Linked DNA regions of Sus scrofa: region 2 is linked to region 1. The links are chromatin contacts, called in public Hi-C maps. All regions are on one chromosome and are shown on one strand. The core of a region is the stretch at or near the end of the contact, and the rest is flanking DNA. Distances in the headings are between cores, read along the strand shown. Region 1 overlaps RCL1 (RNA 3'-terminal phosphate cyclase-like protein). Region 2 overlaps SPATA6L (spermatogenesis associated 6-like protein).

Region 1 (3,280 bases), core at 283-2,782:
AAGCAAGTGATATCTTTAACTTTTCGGATGAAAAAGAGAGGGCAGTCACCTGCTAATAGTGAGTTCTTGGCTGAAGTTGATGTGGGACTCACATTTCCCGAGAGTGCAGCTAGCCTGGCTGTCTATTTCCTGCTGCCTTTTTAATAGGGTTTAATAACTTCATTCTTGGAGCAGAGATCAGCTGGGCTTTGGGAAAGCTGCTCTTTGGCAGAAAACGTACCTCCAGTATGTTTAAAAGCTGCTGTGTAATGGCTATGGGAGGCCCCTATTGAGCACATTTCTTTTCCCACCTTCAGATCTTCCATTTCCTCAACTTGCAGAGCAGCTCCTTAGACCTGTGAGGTTGGTAACCCCAGTGTCCTCGTGGCTTGGTGGAGCAGGAGGAGGGACCCTCTGACATGGTTTGTGTCTGTAGAGCTGACAGTGCCCACCCGGGATCCCTTTTACTTCCACTCTCTTGCAGGCTTCAGATTGGAGGCCTAGTTGGAGTGGCTGTGTTTTAAGGGACAGGGCCAGGCAACCTGGCAAGTTCCAGGCAGTTGGGATCCAATGGGCTGATGACCGTGAGCCCAGTGGCCTTCACCTATTGACCCACAGTGGTGGTGGGAACAACCTGCTCTTGGAAAATACACAGGAAAAATCACCTCTGTGCTCCAGAATTCTCTGAAACCTGCTTGTCAGATGGACTGGAGGCTTTCATGAAAAGTAGGTTATTGGTGTTTTGTTTTTCTGAAAATAAATCACTTTGTTCTGCCAGGGTAGTGGGGGAGTCAAAAAAGCGCACTGTGGACACTTCTCTAAGTCAGGAGTTCAGTGCTACATACATAATCCCTTTGCCTAAAATGGTTTGTCTGAAAAGCTGCCAGTCACACTGCGGGAAGTTATCTCTTTGGAGGAGTGGAGTTGCCCTCTGTGTCTTGTGGGTGTCTCTTCTGCGTGGCTCTGTGGCGTGCTGTTGTGTCTAGACAGTGTAGATCTGCTGTATGGTATTTGGAAGGAAAGGGAAGGGGGGTGGTGCCTCATGGGGCCAGCATGCAGCTGTGGCTGTGCAGAGCTGTGGGGCAGTGGAGAAGGAGGTGGACTGGCACTGTACATGACTTTGTTCACCTGCATATAGATGTGGGCAAGCTTATTCTATTTGGTTTTCATTTTCTTAAGGAGGGTGTTAGGATTTAATATTGTCTGCAGTTATTCCTCAGCTTCTGAGCGTGTTTGCTTGTTGATGTCCCAGCTACAGGACAGGATGGGGAGGATGGGCTGGAGGTGGGAGGGCATCATGAAACGTACCTTCATCCAGTCCCTTACCCACTCTGCCTCAGACAGGCTGAAGGCTTGGGCTTGGCAGAACATTATGTAAAAAGTGGAACTGACTGCTTTTTCTGACGATTCCAAAGGCTACAAATACCCAAAGCTGCAAATACACAGGTCTGCACACTCAAGCCTGTGTTTCTCCTCTCCTTCTTGCAGAGATCAGAAGCAGGCCCAGCCTCTTAGGAATTCTGCCAGCTGGGGAGGGTGTCTGGTTTTCCCAGCACAGTTGAACGATTCAGAGTGAAGTAGGCTGGGCAGACTCAGGGAACAGAGCGTGTCTCTGGCCTCTGTTAGAACTGAGGTAGCAGCAAGAGGGAACGGGCTGTTTTCTTCCTTAGAATGCAGACGAGTGGGTGAGATGGCTGGCTTTTCCTGCGTGGCTGCCAGCTGGAAGCTTTACCTTCAGATGTGGACTGTTTATCTGTGGGTTTGGTGTGTTTGTTTTCTTTTTTCCCTAGGGCAGAGTTGGGAAGGTTGTGAGGCTGGAACAAAGAGCAAAAACCTGAAAATTTTAGTTGGTTAGTAAAATGGGAAATCCAGAAGGGGATGAATCGACTTCCCTTAATTGCGAAGAATGTTGAAATCATTTCTCAAAAGTAGCCCTAACTCCCAGATTTTCTTGGGCACCCTGTTGTTGAGTGCCATATATAGTGCCTAGCAGGTATAATGGGTTAAGGTCATTGCCCTGGAGGTACGTAAATAATTTACCAAGAGGAAGGAGGGAACAGTTCTGAGACAGCTGTATATGCCTGCTTCATTAGACTCCAAAAGCAGAGCCAAGAATGCTATGGAAATCCAGAGAGGTTATTGGCTAGGGAAGGCTTCGTAGAATAGGTGGCAAATGGGATATTATTTTAAATTTAGATGGAGCTGATGTAGCATGATCCTAGGTGGAAGAGAGAGCAAAGAAATGAGGGGTTTTTCACCGAGCATGTAGCAGTCACCAGGACCCTACTCTCCAGGGTAGTTAGTTTCATCTCTCAGCCCCTACTTCAGGCAGGCAGGGTATATGGACTGAATGGTTCAGGCCTTCTTTTCTCCTTTTTGCCTTTTCCCTCCTTTGACTAGAGTAACTAGGACACAGACAAGAGAGGGTGGAAAATGCATTGCAATGGGCTTTCTACTTAGTTTGGTATAAGCTATGTGAATGTGGAAGGCGTGGATTAGTTCCTTTTTTAAAAAACTTCAGTTATTTCAAACAGCTTTAGATACAATTCTCATGCCACATAGTTCACCTGTTAAACTGTGTAGTTCAGTGGGTTTTTAGTATATTCACAAAGTTGTATAAATACAGTCTTATTTTAGAACATTTTCACTACCCCCAGAAAGAAACGCTTTGCCCATTCACAGTTGTTCCTATTTACTCTCACTTCTCCTAGCCCCACCCCAGGCAACCACTAATCTGTTTTCTGCCCCTGTAATGGGTTTCATGTAGACTCAAATAATATTTTTATTTTTCTTACATATATACCTAAGAGTGGAATTGCTGGATCATACATGCAGTAACTCCTTGTGTAACATTTTGAGAAACTGTCAGACTGTTTTCCACAGTGGTGGTACCCATTTACATTTCTACAAGGAGTGTTTGGAGATTCTAATTTCTTCACATCCTGACCCACACTTTTGTTATGATCTGTTTTTGTTTTTTGCTTTTTAGGGCCGAACCCAGAGCATATGTAAGTTCCCAGGCTAGAAGGCAAATTAGAGCGTAGCTGCTGGCCTACATCACAGCTGCAGCAATGCCAGATGCAAGCCAAGTCTGCGATCTACACCACAGCTCAAGGCAATGCTGAATCGCTGTCCCACGGAGCAAGGCCAGGGATCGAACCCTCATCCTCATGGATACTAGTCATATTCCTTTCCGCTGCGCCATGACAGGAACGCCTATGATCTGGTTTTTTTTTTTTTTTTTTTCAATTGTAGCCTTTCTCTTGGCTTATGAAGTGGTATCTCATAGTGCTTTTTTTTT
Region 2 (3,280 bases), core at 334-2,833, 200 kb before region 1:
CCATGACACAGACAATAATGACCCCCAGGAGAACTAAGGATAATCTGTTTTTTTTTGGGGGGGGGGGTTCATGGGAGTTTTGTTTTGGTAAAATTCACATAACATAAAATTCACCATCTTAAAATATACAAAGGATAATCTATTTTATACCCAAAGTACCAAGGCCCAAACCATCCTGAATAAAGAGAAATAAATGTATTCCAACACCTTCCACACACTCCCTAGTCACACAATTGGATTCACTGTTTCTAGTCCAAGCAGCCAGGAGATAGGGACAAGGAGTAGAAACCTGCTGGGTCTTCTCCCAAATGCTCCTCTCCAGGGCTGTCTTCTCAGTGCACAGGGGTGACTCTAGTTGTCCCCTATTAGCTGCTAGACCCTGCTTGTTTGGATCTTCCCTAAATTCACCAAGAACTCAACATCTTTCTATCCAATGCCCCGTTTGCTTAACATGAGCCAAAGTCACCTGGGTTCTTTACACCATGAAAACTTTCACTAACACAGTCCTTCAGAACCCAGCCTCACCAGGAATCCATGACTCAAATGGGGTCTGGAAGAGATGGTATGGAGAGCTTTCAGCGAAGGCATATGAACATATTCCAAACCACTGGGTGGGAACTCATGTTATAAAGGAAACCTATTTCCTAAGATAGAATTTACTAATTTTTTTTCTTACCTTCTCTCTAACCCCTTACATCACAACCCACATATCAGCTGGTTCAGGGCTTTATGTAACTTGATGTTAGCCATGTTGAAAGTTAACACAATTTGGCATTTGGTAATCATGTGGGTCATGTTCCCCAGGTGGTAATTATGTGGGCTGTGTTCTGTACAACCACCTAATAAATGCCCAGATGACTATTTTGGCGACCAGCGATTAGGTGGCCCAGAATCATCCTTTAATCTACCAAGCAGAACGTTCTAAGGTAGAAGCCTACAAAATGGGAAATTACTGAGCTGTCCTCCACATTCCTTTGGCTGAAGGCAGGGAATCCTGGGCATCCCTGGACAAGGTGACTTGTGGCACACTCCCTTATTGTTTAAAAAGAGCTGTAATTATTTCAGTGTTGCTAGAATGAGGGACTACATGATACAACACTACAGGACTTTCATGCGGGATATTCAAGAGCAACATCCATGAGCTCTGCTCGGGTTCCAAAGGGCGCAGAGGCCTTTCTCCTCAGGGTTCTAGTACATACTCTAGGTGTATGGAACAGTGGAATGTAATGGTTAAAAGCATGGTCACTGAAGCCAGATTACCTGGGTTCAGTGACCATGTTACCTTGAGCAAGGTACCTAACCTCTCCTTATCTGTAAAATGGAACCCATGATAGGACCTACTTCATAGTTCGTAGGGTTGTTGTGATAATTAAATATTAACTCATTTAATACAAGTGAAGTATTTGGGCTAGTTCCTGGCACTCAGGAAGCAGTTAACAAGGAAGAGCTATTCTTATCTTGTGCCTGGGTAGGATCGGAAAGAAGAGAAAACCTGAGAAATGAGGACAGCCCACAGTGTGACCAACTTCTTACCACATATCTGAATTTGAGAGTTGCCTCATCACCTCATTCAACAGTCACTCAAAAAATATTTACTGAGCACCAACCACAGTGGAAGGTCATCTGATGCAAGGGTGGTGACAGGACAGTGGGGGGGGGCAGTTAGGTTCTTGTTTAGGGTACGTGGTTTAGTTCACCTAGGTTAAATGGGATCCCATTGTAATGCTGGCTGTAAAATAGTGAGCAGGACAACAGAGGCCCTGACCTCGGGAACGTTTTTGATCAAGTAGAAGGGACAGATTTTTAAACAACTGACCCACATAAAAATATAACAAGCTGTGTCATACTTTACAAAAGAAAAATACAGGGTGCTAAAAGGTGTATGTACCTCAGAGAAGGAGGGAATGCCATGGAAAGTCATGAGACCTGAGGATAAACAGAAGAGATCCAAACAGGATCAAGAAAAAGTATTCCAGGCAGAAAGCACATGCAGAGGCCCCAGAGCAGGAAAGAACTTGTGTTCGAGGAGCTGAAAGAGGGGCCATTATGTAAGGGGAGAGAGAGAGAGAAGGGTATAAGAGGAGGCAAGATTGCTGGCAGACCAATATTATATCGTGTGAAGGAAGAATGTGGTTCTTATCTCCTCCTCAAATTCTGTCCACCACATCTTCTAGTTACTTCATATTGACAGATGGAAACTGAAATTATTTTAACAAATCAAGAAAAGGCATTTAAGCTGCTTACTTACGTAGGACAGCAGCTTAAAAAAATCTCTGCTCATGCACTGGGTATTTCTTCAGAGGGTAGCTTGGTCTTTCAAGGATATAATTTACTTCAGAGATGGAGTCTTCCTAGGTACAACAAAAACAAATCCAGCAATCAGATTACTCATAATATAATCTAGACCAATGATATCCAGATGTGTAGTTTTGCATTTTAAAGGCCTATGAATCCCATATACACCATATGTATTCTGTTCATGATACATGTGTGTAGGTAGATACTATTTCTTTTTTTCCTCCCTCTTTCGTTCCTTCCTTCCTTCCCTTCCTTCTTTTTCTCTCCCTTTCTTTCTTTCTTTCCTCTCTCTTCCTTTCTTCTTTCTTTCCTCTCTCTTCCTTTCTTCTTTCTTTCCTCTCTCTTCCTTTCTTCTTTCTTTCCTCTCTCTTCCTCACTCCCACTCTCCCTTCCTCCTCCCTCCCTTCCTTTCTTTTTACATTTTACAGGGATTCCCTTACTGAAACGATTGAGAATTAACAAAGTAAAGCAAATGACTTTGCAGAGTGGCAATAAGGTAATTCACCATCCTGGTGACGAGAGTAATCAATATTCGTTTTTAAGTATGATCCTACAAATCTAAGATATGCCAGCATTTAAAAGTCACGATGACCAATTCAACTACAAAGCATGGTGAAATCCAACCACGAGGGGTCACTGTTAACCTTCCATTTGAATTATTTTGAACTGCTGATAGGTCACAGCTAACAGCTGCACATCTTCGGTAGACAAAGTACTGGGTATGTGTTTCTATGGGTCAGAAACACTCCCCTCGCCCCCATAAAAGTCAAACAGTCAAAACACATCAGTATGACTGGGTCACTTTTCTGTACAGCAGAAGTAGACACAACACTGTAAATCAACTATAATTTTTAAAAACCTTATTAACTTTATGGAAAACTTTCTTCCATGTTCAGAGCTCACACAGACCACACACTTCCCTAGATTCTTCCCTGGACTGGGATTCCTGTCCAGAGAGGAAGGGAATGATCTTTGAGCCGAT

Evidence for each region. Hi-C and Micro-C count contacts between places; a contact is called where the count stands out from the background.
Region 2: a contact with region 1 is called in a Hi-C map of liver, with 6 times the contacts expected there. The contact joins two enhancer-like sites. A contact is called at or near these places in 2 of 47 Hi-C or Micro-C datasets (epiblast stem cells and liver).

Annotation. Positions count from the first base shown.
Region 1 is chr1:217,146,068-217,149,347 of Sscrofa11.1, reverse strand. All of the region lies in intron 8 of RCL1 (RNA 3'-terminal phosphate cyclase-like protein), which reads left to right. Among named protein-coding and RNA genes, the nearest start is that of MIR101-1, 5.2 kb to the left of the region's middle. Within about 2 kb of position 1,532, at least 24 of the 83 cell types and tissues checked have an H3K27ac peak or open chromatin away from gene starts, as enhancers often do. A contact at or near this core is called in liver, where this site is marked.
Region 2 is chr1:217,345,679-217,348,958 of Sscrofa11.1, reverse strand. It overlaps SPATA6L (spermatogenesis associated 6-like protein), which reads right to left. Exons shown (of 13, transcript XM_021064067.1): 12 at 2,249-2,351. The coding sequence ends at 2,262. Among named protein-coding and RNA genes, the nearest start is that of CDC37L1, 59 kb to the right of the region's middle. Within about 2 kb of position 1,583, at least 6 of the 83 cell types and tissues checked have an H3K27ac peak or open chromatin away from gene starts, as enhancers often do. A contact at or near this core is called in liver, where this site is marked.